Linked DNA regions of Gossypium hirsutum: all the other regions are linked to region 3. The links are chromatin contacts, called in public Hi-C maps. All regions are on one chromosome and are shown on one strand. The core of a region is the stretch at or near the end of the contact, and the rest is flanking DNA. Distances in the headings are between cores, read along the strand shown.

What was found. Hi-C and Micro-C count contacts between places; a contact is called where the count stands out from the background.
Region 1: a contact with region 3 is called in a Hi-C map of leaf, with 2.8 times the contacts expected there. The contact joins the enhancer-like site here to the promoter of LOC107962243 in region 3. A contact is called at or near these places in 2 of 34 Hi-C or Micro-C datasets (hypocotyl and leaf).
Region 2: a Hi-C map of hypocotyl shows a contact between it and region 3, with 2.5 times the contacts expected there. The contact joins the promoter of LOC107920922 here to the promoter of LOC107962243 in region 3. A contact is called at or near these places in 6 of 34 Hi-C or Micro-C datasets (callus, fibers, hypocotyl and 1 more).

Annotation. Positions count from the first base shown.
Region 1 is chrA01:40,824,385-40,828,707 of Gossypium_hirsutum_v2.1, forward strand. No RefSeq gene overlaps it. Among protein-coding and RNA genes, the nearest start is that of LOC107921968, 12 kb to the left of the region's middle. Within about 2 kb of position 2,202, at least 1 of the 9 cell types and tissues checked has an H3K27ac peak or open chromatin away from gene starts, as enhancers often do. A contact at or near this core is called in leaf, where this site is marked.
Region 2 is chrA01:40,753,154-40,757,554 of Gossypium_hirsutum_v2.1, forward strand. It overlaps LOC107920922 (MADS-box protein AGL24-like), which reads right to left and starts at 2,660. Exons shown (of 7, transcript NM_001327183.1): 1 at 2,479-2,660. The coding sequence starts at 2,660.
Region 3 is chrA01:40,589,844-40,594,541 of Gossypium_hirsutum_v2.1, forward strand. LOC107962243 (F-box protein At1g78280) reads right to left here and starts at 3,251. Exons shown (of 16, transcript XM_016898561.2): 1 at 2,697-3,251; 2 at 2,473-2,583; 3 at 2,296-2,351; 4 at 2,023-2,165; 5 at 1,592-1,789; 6 at 1,240-1,439; 7 at 837-936; 8 at 166-741. The coding sequence starts at 2,848.

The DNA.
Region 1 (4,323 bases), core at 952-3,451, 230 kb after region 3:
CGTCAATATTTTGTCTATAACTTGAATTACAAACCTCCATTTTGGGCCCATAATATATTAATTCAAAGGGAATTGAAATATCTAACTAAAATTATTTCATAACTCAAGCCCAAAAACATCAAGAAGGTGTCTAAAAATGGTGGAAGTTTGACGCGAAAATTGCCAAGAAACCAAGAAAATTTCTGCGGTATTTAATTAAGGACACTTTTGTATTTTATCCATTATACTATTTTTGTCCAACAAATAGACATTATTAGGTTAAAAAATGAGGGAATAAGACATAGCCATATTAATTTTAATTTATTCTTGCATTTTATTTTTTTTATGGGTTTCTAAACTATAAAGTTTTTGAGATCCAATTATTCTTAATCTTTTATTAATTTTTTAGTATTTTTCATGTCTTTTGCTTGAATTAAAATTGTGCAGGTTTGTTAAATATTCTATCAGCATTTATAGCTTAGAATGATTACATTGTCAATTAGAAATTTAATCAATTGACTGATTCTAAAATTTATGACAAATTGCGTAATTGTTAATGAGTGTGGGCATACGAATTAGCTTAAATAAATTATGATTGCATGCTTGTTTGTTAGAATTGGGTATATTTCGTTGTTAATGCTATTGATAGATTAAACCTTAAGCGATCGTTATAGGATTGTTTGTCAATTAGGGAAATAATTAATGGCAATTGTCTTGATTATCGAGAAGGTAAGAAAATACTAAGTTGTTAGTTGATCGCAGACAATTACAATCAATTTATTAAAGAACATTGAATATTATATTTTACATCAATGATCAAACCCTTAAATCAAACGGAGATTTTACTTTAACTAGAGTTTCATCGTATTAATTTTCTCTAAACTTTTAATTATCACTTTCTTTACTAAATTTTAAATTTAGTTTTCTCTTTAATTTTAAGTTTCTTTAAAAAAAACCTCCTTTTTATTTATTTTAATTAATGGAATAAAATTACTATTGATGTTTGTGGATTCAACCCTTCTCACTAATTACAATTATTTATTTATTTAAGTAGGCTTTATTTTTGTAAGCCCCGACGGCCTATCAAAATTTGACAACGTTGCTGAGGATTGATGTGAATATATATTTTTTTTTTTAGGTTTTGTTTATCTTTATGCCCCAATCTTCTCATATAGGTGACCTCGTGTACGATCCGAAGATTGAAAGAAGTGCAAGAAAATTAAGACGAGAAACTAGAATGAATCGAAACCCATTGTTTGCTGCAATTGAATCAGATAGCAACAGCTAGTCGTCATCTAGAAAAATCAAGATCAGTGAAATAAAAGGAGTTATGATTGATACTGGAACTTTATGAGAGTTAGCTGCACGAGAACTAAATCATCAATCATTTTACATTCAGCATCTTTTTGAACTGAAATATGGTTTAATTCCTACTTTTCATGGTTTTCAAACAAAGATCCTCAAGCACCTAAAGAAGTTCCATGTCATGTGCTCTACTATGAAACAGGCGTTACATTGAAAGCTTTTTCGTTTTCATTACAAAAGATTGACTCCTATATACCAAACTTTTCTTAAGACGAGCAAGGGTTTTCAAGCTTGGCCGGCTACCAACTCTTGGACATACTGTATATAGTCAGTTTTAGCTACATTGAAACTAGGAAAGCAATACTAAAAATGGCAAATCCAAGTTAAATGCATCGAACCCTTCAAATAGATATTCAATTTTTAAAAAATTACTACCGAATTTAATTTTTAATTCTTAATTTTAAAATTTAAAATTTAAAATTTTAAATTATAATATTTTTTAGAGAAGTGGACATTTTTATTGCAAATATATATATACTTAAAGAGTACTATTAGGTGAAATATTTTAATTTCACAAGTTGAAATTAAAAAAAGTCATTATATATCGTATTTATTTTTATTTTAAAAATACTAATTAAAAATAAATAATATTTTTTTAATTTTATTATGAAATTTTATATAACTATTATTCCAACCCAAACTATTTAAAAAAAAAGTTTTCAGCTATGAAATTAATTTCATTGTTGATAATTATAATATTATGATAGTGATTGGACGGTAGATCTTGGCTTTGTCTGATTATGTCAAAACAAAGAAGGTTGTGGCTTTTGCACATTCCATTTGGAATTGGATGAATGAATATAGTCAGTGCAGTGCATGACCAAATTGTGATGAAAAAGAAAAAGAATTGCTTATCCGTATTGCACACATGGAGTAATCAAATTGGACCACATTTTACATAACATAATCTACGCTTTCTCAATTTCCATATGCAAACAATTTTAATTTGCTTTCTAAATTTCAATCTTATTCATTGTTATTTAATTATACAGAAAATGACAAATTTAGGTAAAACTAACACATATTTATGGGTGTCAACTTATCTCATTAATGTTAGAATACTATATATACAATCTATTGTTTAATCATTTATTGATGATGAATGATTTTTATATCGATAATTGTTGAGATATTTCCCTTAAAGTTTTTACATTTTTTTTGTTATGGATACAAATTTAGCTTGATGTAATAAGAATTTAATATTTATGGGTATTGAGTTCAGGTCTTTTATAACACATTGAATTAGCCACCTATGGATATCAAGATCATGTTATTTTTAAGTTGTTGATCCATTTCCCCTTTCTTATAAGTTTTACAATTTATTAAATCAAAATTAATTTAAAAAAATTATCCCAAAATTCTCTCAAACATCTACAAACCTTAAGCCATTCAAAATACTATTCAAATTTCTACAAGTCACTTTTATCATGTTAGTGTTTTTTTTTTAGTCATAATTCATGAATTAGTGTTAGTAAAGTTGTCATTTGTTTTTTTGTCCATTATTATTGTGTTTAACAATTACTGACAATAAATTTAAAACTGTTTTTAATCAATGTTGTATTCTTATTATTGTCGCAATTATTGAATATGTTCTACAAGTGGTATAAGTTGTGTTATTATTTTTATTGTCATTGTAGTAAGTGTTAATTTTTTGTATTGGCTTAATTTACTATTTAACTTTTGAAGTGTACTTATTTTCTCATTTTGGTACCTAAATTTTTCATGACCCAATTTGATACTTAAAGTATGTATTTCTTATCTTCTTAGTCCATTTTGTAATGAACTTTAATAATAAAAAAATTGTAACACAACTTTGACAAAAAAAAATCACGTGACATGTTTTAGCCAATAAAAAAAAGTGACACATGACATTCTCTTATAAAATGTATAAATTTTATTTTATTAAATATATAAAGCTTAAGTTTCTAAAAACAATTGAAATAAAGATATAAAAATTCATAAAAATATCTATCTATAAAATCTAAAAAATATATAAATTACAAAAATTATACAAAGACATATTTTTTAACTCTACATCAAATTAGAATAATTGATATATATATTTTAAAAATAATTAAAAATTTGTTTAAATTCTTTTTCTTTTTGCTTTTTTTGACTTAAAAATATATATACTAAATTAAATTAACAAAATTTCTTTTTTTTTTCACGTCTTCTTTTTCTCTTCCCTCTTCCATTTTCTCTAGACCTGATCATGGGTTAAGTCATTCGTTCAGACCCAAATGCCCGCCTGTAAAATTAATAATTTTTTTAAACAAAATTAATGATTAATTCAAACCTTTGTTTAAAATTTAGAAAGAAGCATCATTGCCTGCTTTCATCAGTTGTCCCCATCGATACATTAATTTCTTAACCGTTTTATTAGTAAATATTCACTAAAAAATCATACCTATTTCTCATGTTAGTATTTAAAAACTCTTTTTAGGGAGCATTAATATAAATACTTACATTCATAGAATCAAATAAAATCCACACATGGCATAGAATCAAATCAATATAAAGCACAACGGACATATATACAAGAGAGAGAAGAATTGAATAAAACCCATACATGACATACACACAAGATAGGGAAGAACGGGATAAAACCCACACATAGCATATACACAAGATAGGAAAGAATTGGATAAAATCCATACATGACATACACACAAGATAGGGAAGAACTCGATAAAACTCACACATATCATACGTACAAGATGTGGAAGAACGGGATAAAATTCACACATTGCATACACATAAGATGGGATTAGGGACCCACACGTGCGTAGTTGCACATGGAAGGACCCAAACGTAGATACTCAGGGCCTCAGCTTTTGCCAACAATGCCAAGGCTTTATTGACATATTTAAAGCTTTTTTAAACTATCAGTTTTGTTTCAATTTACCCAAAAACAATATCAGGAAATAAAAACATGACACGTAGCGTGTTCTATTAGATATTGTACACCTTTTTATACAA
Region 2 (4,401 bases), core at 1,410-3,909, 160 kb after region 3:
GCAATCAGAGTCCAAAGCATACAGGAAATCCATAGATGCTTGCGGCAAAGCCTAAACATTTACTGCTACTATCGATGAGCCAACTAGCTTCTTCTTCTTTTCTCAATAAATAAGGGATTTTTTTTAATACAAGGAACCAGAAAGTTTCCCCAAAATCAAAGTTCTTTCCTTTATATGACATGATAATATATGACCAAAAGGAGCGAGCAACAACAGGGTCCATGAGCATGAAGCAGCACAAATACATGAAAAGATCTAGCAGAGAGTAAAAGTAAGCTACTGAGGAGTTAGATTGTATTTTGCACCTTTTATTTAAAAAATAATAAATTAATTTTTATATGTTAAATTAAAAAATTAATTAATCTTTAATATTAAAAATCTTAACCATTTCTACCATTAGATACTGACATGACGAATAAAATAACCAAACAATTATATATGAATTAATTTACTTTTTTAATAAAATAAATAAATTATAATCTAACTTCTAATATAAAGTTCTTCAGTCTTTTTATTTGTAACAGGTGTGTAAAAATACAAAACAAAACATAATTGAACCGCAACAGAAGTGAATACAAAACACAGCAGAACAAACAAGAAAGCAACTAGCTATTTAGTAATAGAAAAAATTAGTTCATATTGGATCTCAAACATGAATCCATTTTGTACATTTAACATTCAAACTCGAATGTTAAAAGAATGATTCCGGCATGTATTTATGCTCGAATGTTACGTTCAATTTCTATTTAAGTTTTTCCATTTTGAGATTTTCAAAAATTAAACTCTTTACTTTAAAACTGAAATAAAAGAAAAAGCAATAAACTATTATGCACCTATTTATAGGAAAGGGAAAGAGTTTTTTGTTTATTTTGAAGATATTTTATTTTTTATAAGAGTTATTATTAATTTTTTTTAATTTTAAATTTAAATTTGTACTAATTATTGTTTTTAAATTTAACTATTGTAATATATGTAATAAATACTTTTTTACTTATCTTATTATAATATACTAATAACCAAAAGAAGCATTAGTATATAATATTCACTTAAAAGGAACAGAGATAGATAACTAAATACTCTTTAATTAATATTCTAAACCCATAAATTCAAAAATGAAGTTTTCAATATTCAAAAAATAAATTGAGTACTCAAATATGCAATATTAACAAACAAGTGTATTTTCTTTTCGGCCAAGTCAAATAATTTATTGAAAACCAAAAGATTTCAGTACTAGCTACAACCTATTAAAGCAAAACATAGCATTTTGCAAGCTCTAATATCAACATTATCTAAAAGAAAAGTCTCAACTAAAACCCATTCCAGCCCCACTAAAAATACACAAGAAGGGCAACCAAAAATTAGCATTTTCAAGATTTGTCCCCTGAACTGATATCATTAGACTTTTACGAACTCAACCTTTTTTAGACATTAACCGGATAAATGGGTTCTTATTTGTAGAATTTATTCGCAATATAAGCTTTAAACATTGTCAACTAACTTTTAGTCTTAGTTAAGGTCTAAAGTTTAAGCTTGGACACTTAAGTTCCTCCCCGATTTAATATATAATTTCGCGATAGAACTGGATTTTGGAAAATATATAGAATATTCTGTAAGTAATGCAAGAAACTAGACCTAATGCAAAAACTTGTATGCTTGCTTACCAATATATGCTCTTTGCATAACATTGATTAGAAACAGTTTGGAAAATGAGTCGGGATACATTGAAATCAAAGGTAAGATCTGATAACATATGAGGATTAATATATTGTAAAACATCCAACGCAACTAACTTTGGGAGATTAAACCTCACCCCCATATTTTAATATATATTGAAACGAATATTTAATAAAAAAATAAACATAAAAATCCAAACAAAATATAAATATAATATAATAATAAGAAGTTTGTGGGTAAATTTAAAATGGATATAATCTTTAGCTAAATGTGCCGGTAAAGATTCTCAACATATACCATGGAAAAACAAAGATCTCATACCCCAATAAATCAGTAACCGAAGGGCATAGGAAGATCAAATGCAGAATGCCCAAATTTATCCAACACTTATGAACTAAAACCAATCGATTAATGAATAAAGCCAGGAAAAATTAAATCAAAAAGACATCGAGAATTTTTTTAATTATAAAAAGAAATATTGGTATCTTTTTAGAGAGAGAGTGTGTGTGGCTATTTTATGCAAAAGATATCAGTATAGTAGTATAGCCTCCACGATCTATGGAATCTGAACAAAAACAAATATCATGTTACCAGGTTTGTTTAAGACTTAGCTTTTTTTTTTATTCTTTTTCATTAAAGGCTTAATTTTTGTTTTGGAAGATCTGTCACAGGATCTAAACCGGACATGGCAACGGAAGCTTACTACAAGTTCCCTTTGCTCTCTCTCCATCTATAACTATGATATAAGTAGACAGAAAGTAAAAGAAGAGAAAGAGTATTATTGGAAGTTGATGGAAAATATACCTGGAGGTAGCAAACTCAAAGAGCTTTCCAGTAGCTGAGAAAATAATGAGAGCAAACTCAGCGTCACAAAGAACTGAAAGCTCTTCAGCTTTCTTGAAAAGCCCTCGCCTTCTTTTAGAGAAAGTCACTTGCCTAGCCGTCAAGTTGTCTATCTTCTTGATCTTGATCTTCTCCCTCGCCATTTCTACCTTAAAAATAACAATATAAAAAAACTCCTCTCAGAGGAAAAAAAAATAGTAACAATAATACATAAAATGACTTAAAAACAAGAGGGAAAAAGTGAGTTTTCTTGACTTTTTGTGCCAAGTTCATTTGAGGAAATTTTAAGCTGAAGCCCTAGCGAAAGACCCCATGTTTCAGATCCAGGTTTCTAAAAGAAGAAAGAAACTGACAGAACTAAAAACTCAGACATAAAAGGAGTCGGATTGGTGGGTTTACTTTCATTAAATTTACCTTATTGAGATATATTTGTTCAGGAGCTGGAGTTAGGTCTGGTGACAGGAATCAAAAGCCTCCCAAATACAGAGGTTTAAACTGAAAAACCATAAAAGAGAGAGAAAAAAGAAAGGCAAAAGCCCTTCGGTTTGGGACTGTTACCTGACTCAAGAAAGGAAAGGTCTCCTCTTCAGACCTTGCTTTTTAGAACTACATATAAAGAGAAGCTTTCTATATTTTATCTTCAGTCTTCGGACATTTTGTTTTTGGAAATTAAGTCTCACTCCGTTTTATTTTCCTTTTTGTATGCAGAGAAAGGAATAGCCAAAATCAGCTCTGATCACCAATAATAGCAGATTTGATCAAACCAAACAAAGTGACTACATTTAACTCCTTTTCTTTATTCTATTTCACTTTTTTTTCTAATAAAATAATCCTTATTTTGGGGATTTTTTTGTGGACGAGGGCTTTCCGTACAATGGAGACTGTCATTGGCCAAAAACCCAAGATATTAACCCCACTTTTACTTTGGCTTCCCCTCTACGGCCACATCATCGCGTCACTTCCATCAATCAACCGACCGCGATAGCTCCAGAATTCCTTTCTTTCTTTATCACTTCCTACTTTCCAATTATGATTTTTCTCTTATATTTGTATATCACCCCCTACCTCCCTTTCTGGGTAATTTAGTGAAAAACGCCATTTCTAAAATTATTTATAAAAATAGATTAATTTTTTAATTATTTATTAGAAATGTTAAAATTTTTTAAAAGGACGTCTACGTTAGCACAAAGTCAAGAGATATGTCAGCAAAACGTATTCTTAAGAAAGCGTTTTGTCCACGTCAGCACAAAGTACTTCCTTGAAGGCGCGTTTTATGCTGACGTAGATAAAATACTCCCCTAAGAACGCGTTTTGCCCTGTTCCAATGGTCACTTAACTGTTTGACCTCCAACGATCAAAAAAATATATATAAAAGGTCCCCTTTCATTTTTTCACCCAAAAGTCCTCTCATAATTTTTTCTAAATTTTCTCCAAATTCTCTCAAATTTTTATCATATTTTTTCAAAACTCTATTTAATTTTTGCAAAAAAGCTCTATTTAAAATTTTTTTAATTAATTTTTTTAATTAAAAAATATTTTATCGTGTTAGTAATGGCCGGAGAATTAATTCATCTCGATAATAAATACATCTCCGTCGATCAAATGACAATGGTAAGTGATAATTTTAATTAATTTTTCAATACTATTTGATGTTTTTTTTATTTATGCAATTTTAATTAATTTTTATTTAATAATTTTTTATAACTCGTTGATTTTAGAGCAGCTGGTAAATTTAGTTGGGGGTTTGCCGTGTTAGCAACATTGTACCAGGAGATGTGCGAAGCGACACGACCGAATAAAGTAAAAATCAGAGGTTGCCTATCACTACTATAATCATGGGCACGGTTTCGCTTTTCATTTTTACGTCCTCGAGTGAACCACCCA
Region 3 (4,698 bases), core at 2,001-4,500:
TTCTGAGAAAAGCCTTTTCGGAATATGCCTAGTTTATCTCTCTTAAAACATATGGGGACCTATTATAATTTTCTTAGGCAACTCATGCATAGGAAGAGAAATTGAAGTAAAAGAAATAGATTGGATTGGTGGGATGAAGACACTTTTGTTAAAAATGTAAAATACCTTCCAAATCAGCTCTCTCATTCCCGGTTTTCCAACCCAAAGCTTGGAAAGCCATTCCCTCATTTCTCGCGGCCCTATGCAATTGCCCGAGCTCCATGGAGAAGTATAGTGGTCCTTTTCTCTATCCAAAAACATGGTCAAGTAATTTATATCATAAGAAAAACCATGTTTCCATAAATTATATCTTCTAGAAGCAGCATTAGCTGTTTCTTCATGATTTTCACTCTCTTGGGATCTTAGAATTTTGACCCGCTTCTCTTTCCTAGTCAGGTCTGAATTATTAAAATTGTCTTTGTCACAGGACATGTTTTTCTCCATGTTCACTAAACAGCCTCCATCAACAGCAAGTAATCCAACACGACAAACTCCTTTATGTTGGAATCCTGGAGCCATATCTAGACATACAAATTCGAAGTTCCTTGGATTTACAAAATTTTGTGTCACTGCAACAGTTGTTTCCAAATTCAGGACACAGTGCCACCATCCGCTTGGAACAAATATTGTCTCCCCAGGTAGCTGAGTACACTCAATTGGCTTGTCTTCATCAGCAAGAAGTGGATAATAATCTAGCCACCACTGTACACAAAAAGAAAAAAAAGATTCAACAAAAGTAATCCGAAGAAATGTGATAAGAACTAGGAGATCAAGCAAAGGACCATAGTTTAGATTACCTGTAATGATGATGGAGTATCAATGTTGACATCACCATCTTCATCATTTACATGCACTGTAACGCCCAAAGGAACTCTTCCAGGAGGATACAACGCCCACCTGCCCAAAAAATTGACAAATGACATCCTGGATATCAGCTTTTCAGCCATAGTGAAGAAACAAAAAAGACAACCTTATGCAGCCAAATTCAGTTATCAGGCACTTTATGGACTAATAACCAGAGCACTAGTATAAGGTCAAATGAAATCAATAAAAGATAAAGTTTAATGAAGTTGTTGGATATTCCTAAATGAGCTCCACAAACAGACTTCCACTGTTATTAAGCAGGAGGCACAAAATGTGAAATCCAAAATCACCACATGGAAGCATTTTATAAATACAGAGGTAACATCTCAAAAATACCTTTTAAGACCACATAGAAGGGTATTCCAGGCGCTGGTAAGTGCTGGATCAACATGCCAAGAGGCACCAGACCTCTCTGGCCCAATGATAAGCCATCTGAATGGTGGTCGACTATCTCTATCTAGAACATCAAAGAAGTCTTCTTGAAATATTTGGGCCACATTGTAATCTTCCAATAACCCAGGTGCAGATTCTCCAAACTACATGACAAACAATCATAATACTTTGAGGTTTTTCTAAAGAGGCCACTATTCCATCATGCTCCCCAAGGAGAGGGAAAAAAAAGCCAAGCACATACTTGCACATAAATAGGCACACAAATGTATGAATGTTATGACTACCCTAAGCTCACCTTGTGATCAAAAATATAAAGAGGATCCTCATCATGCTGTTCGTTCATGTATGATACATAATCCTTGAATTTCATTGAAATTTTTCCAGCAGTTCTTTGAGAGATCTTAAATGCTGTATCTCCATATTTGAGCAGTAGTTTGTCAATTGTCCAATTAGTCCTTGCGGGCCAATACTCGGCCAATCCAGTGAGCAAAACCTGGAATGTAATTAGCAAGAACCCCATCCAAAAAGCAGAAATTGTTATCCAGCTGCTTAACTCATAAAATCTGGCATTAAGGAAGAGTGCAACATTTACAGATATAATGCAACAGATTTCTTTTAAATACTCAACAAAGGACAAATATGTAGGGGATACCATAGCAATCATTGACAGAAGCAGTGAGTTCAACACAATTTACTGAAAACAAACATAAAATATATGTAGCATACCGGTTTTTTCCCATCATATTCGCGATCAAACTGTTCCTTTGATAAATCGTTTTGTCTTTCAACATTTCCATCATCGAAAGAAAATCCGTCTAATGTAGTATGGCACCTATATAATCTTTTGTATAAGAAGAAAGAGTGAAATCCTGCAGCCCCCTCCCCCCCCCCCAAAAAAAAAATATAATATATATATGTTAACAATTACTCAAATCAATGCCATCATTTAAATAAAGAAAGGATTTATTTTCATAAAAACAAAAACGTGAGGCTATTTACCATCAAACTGCAATGGTTTTCGGCAATAGTCTATATATTTATTCGGCAAATTCTCTCTGCATTAAAATTATTATAAATAAATAAAAAGCCAGCGATATTAGATACTAAAATACAAAATTGAAGCAAAAAGAAAATAGGAAATTTAAGTTTCAGTTTCAGCTGCAAAGATGAAAATACAAATGCAACGTCGTCTTTTTCCAGGAGCCTTTGTATGGAAGTGGACCGTTGACTTTCTTGAGGCAAAGGCTCATCCAAAGCGGCTCTTCATTGCAGAATATATACATAACACTAAAAATGCAAACTCAAAATAAGAAAATATATTAGACAGAAGAAGATTAAAAAGCGAGAATATGGGAATTGGAAAAATTAAGAATAAAAAGAGAGCAAAGAAAAACAAAAACCTGCTGACACAAGCGAGACGAGCTATTTCAAGAGGAGTGAGGTAATCTAAGATGGCACAAATGAGTTCGTCGGGGAGGAGGTTGAAGTTGCCCAGGGCATCCACGCGGCGGTCTTTGAGATGCAAACTCTGGGATTCATGAGAATTTTCCATTGATGAGTTCAGGTTTTTTTTATTTTGGGGGGGGGGGGTCAGAGGGAATATGGGGATCGATCGAAGCAAACAGATTAAAGGTAATATAGATTTGTTTCGTCGTCTTTTAAACAACTTTGCTTGGAAATAACGCAGAGCGCGTTGCCACGTGTCTACTAAGACTTTCAATGCTATATATTAATTAAAATTTATAACTTCCATTGGAAGAAAAGTCACAAGCAGAGAAAGATGTCTCGCACAAGATAAATAATATGGGTAGTACAACAGAGAGTGCAAGAGGTCGAAAAACCCTAAGATACAAACTAAGGAAATAGGAACAATCTTAAGTTGAATCAGGTTTCCACCATCGAAAATAAAAAAAGAAGGGGGAGACTCAAGCAAATAACATTAGCAGACAATCAGCAGGGCAAATCAATCGGCCAGACGAGATGTATCTAAGTTACAACCATATCCTCTATATGGGCTTAACTCCGAAACATCATTGTATAAAAGTCCAACTTTTAGACACTATCTCATCCATATGTTTAAACTAATGGACCATTCCCATCACATAGGATATGGGCTCAATCAATTAAATTAATACATATTATCATTTTTTTTTATGTCATTGTTACATATAAATTTTTTTCTAGTCAATTACAAACATTTAACTCCATCTCTCCCCTAATCTTCCAATTTCGCTCCATTATCTCTGCAACTGAAACTTCTCGAAGCTCTAAATAATTTCATTTCTCTAATATCAGCTTTAATTTAAACAAAATGTTCTCCAAACAAAGACTGACGATTTCGTTATTCATATATAAAAAATAAACTTGTTTCAACAAGCATGTTTTTAAAATGTAAAATCATTTATATAATATCACTCGCAAAATTTATCTGTAAAATAAAATTTTCACTGTTTTCTTAAACCAAAACAGTCCAAATGATGAAAATAAAGAAAATGTTATTATTTTTGAATTTAGAGTTGAATTGAATTCAACAAAACTATCAAACTTAATTTTTTTTTTGATAAGTGAAGAATTCATTACCAAAAAGAAAAAAAAAACCTGCTACATGAACAACATCACTCAACAAGAAACTATACAACAAAACTATACATTCATGTACTAGATAAGCCCCAATTCAAGCAAAGGTGTTTGTTAATGGTGTACATCTTATTAATCTGTTTACCATTCAGCCGAACTCTCAGCACTTCTTGAATTCTTGCAAGCAAGACCTCCACCAGATTAGAAGGTTTGCCAAAGAGTCTGCCATTCCGCTCAAACCAAATGATATGTATAAATGCAGTCCATGCAAGTTTGAGAATGCAAACTATGAGAGACTTACCTTTCAATTAATTCATAGCCCAATTCAACTCTTGAATCCAAGTCCCAATAGATCTTGTAATGCCGTAGAGAACCAAAATCAATCCCCAAAGCCCTCGGGCGAACTCACGTTCAAAAAAGATGCAGTCTCTTGTTTTCAGTAGCAGAGGAACATTAAAGGCAACTGCTATCAATGTTAAAACCACAAGCAATTAACCAATCTCTTATAGGTAGCCTGTTCAAAATATCCATCTATGCAATAAGTGAGTGTTTAGGCACATGAAGTGGAAACCAGATAAGCCTCTGCCTTTTCCCCTTTCATTTGAGTAGGGAACCGCAAAATAAATTCAGCAGCAAGATCCCTCAGATTAAGGAGCCTCCTCCATGTCCAACTACTAGAGGAATTCAAAGAAACATTCCAAAAAGAATCCCCTTTTGACGCATACATTTGGATCCAAGCAATCCGTAAGGAACCCTCAGAAGCAAGCAAGACTGGAATTAGTTAAGACATGCAAACTTTGTTCCACTCCTCTAAATTTCTGATGC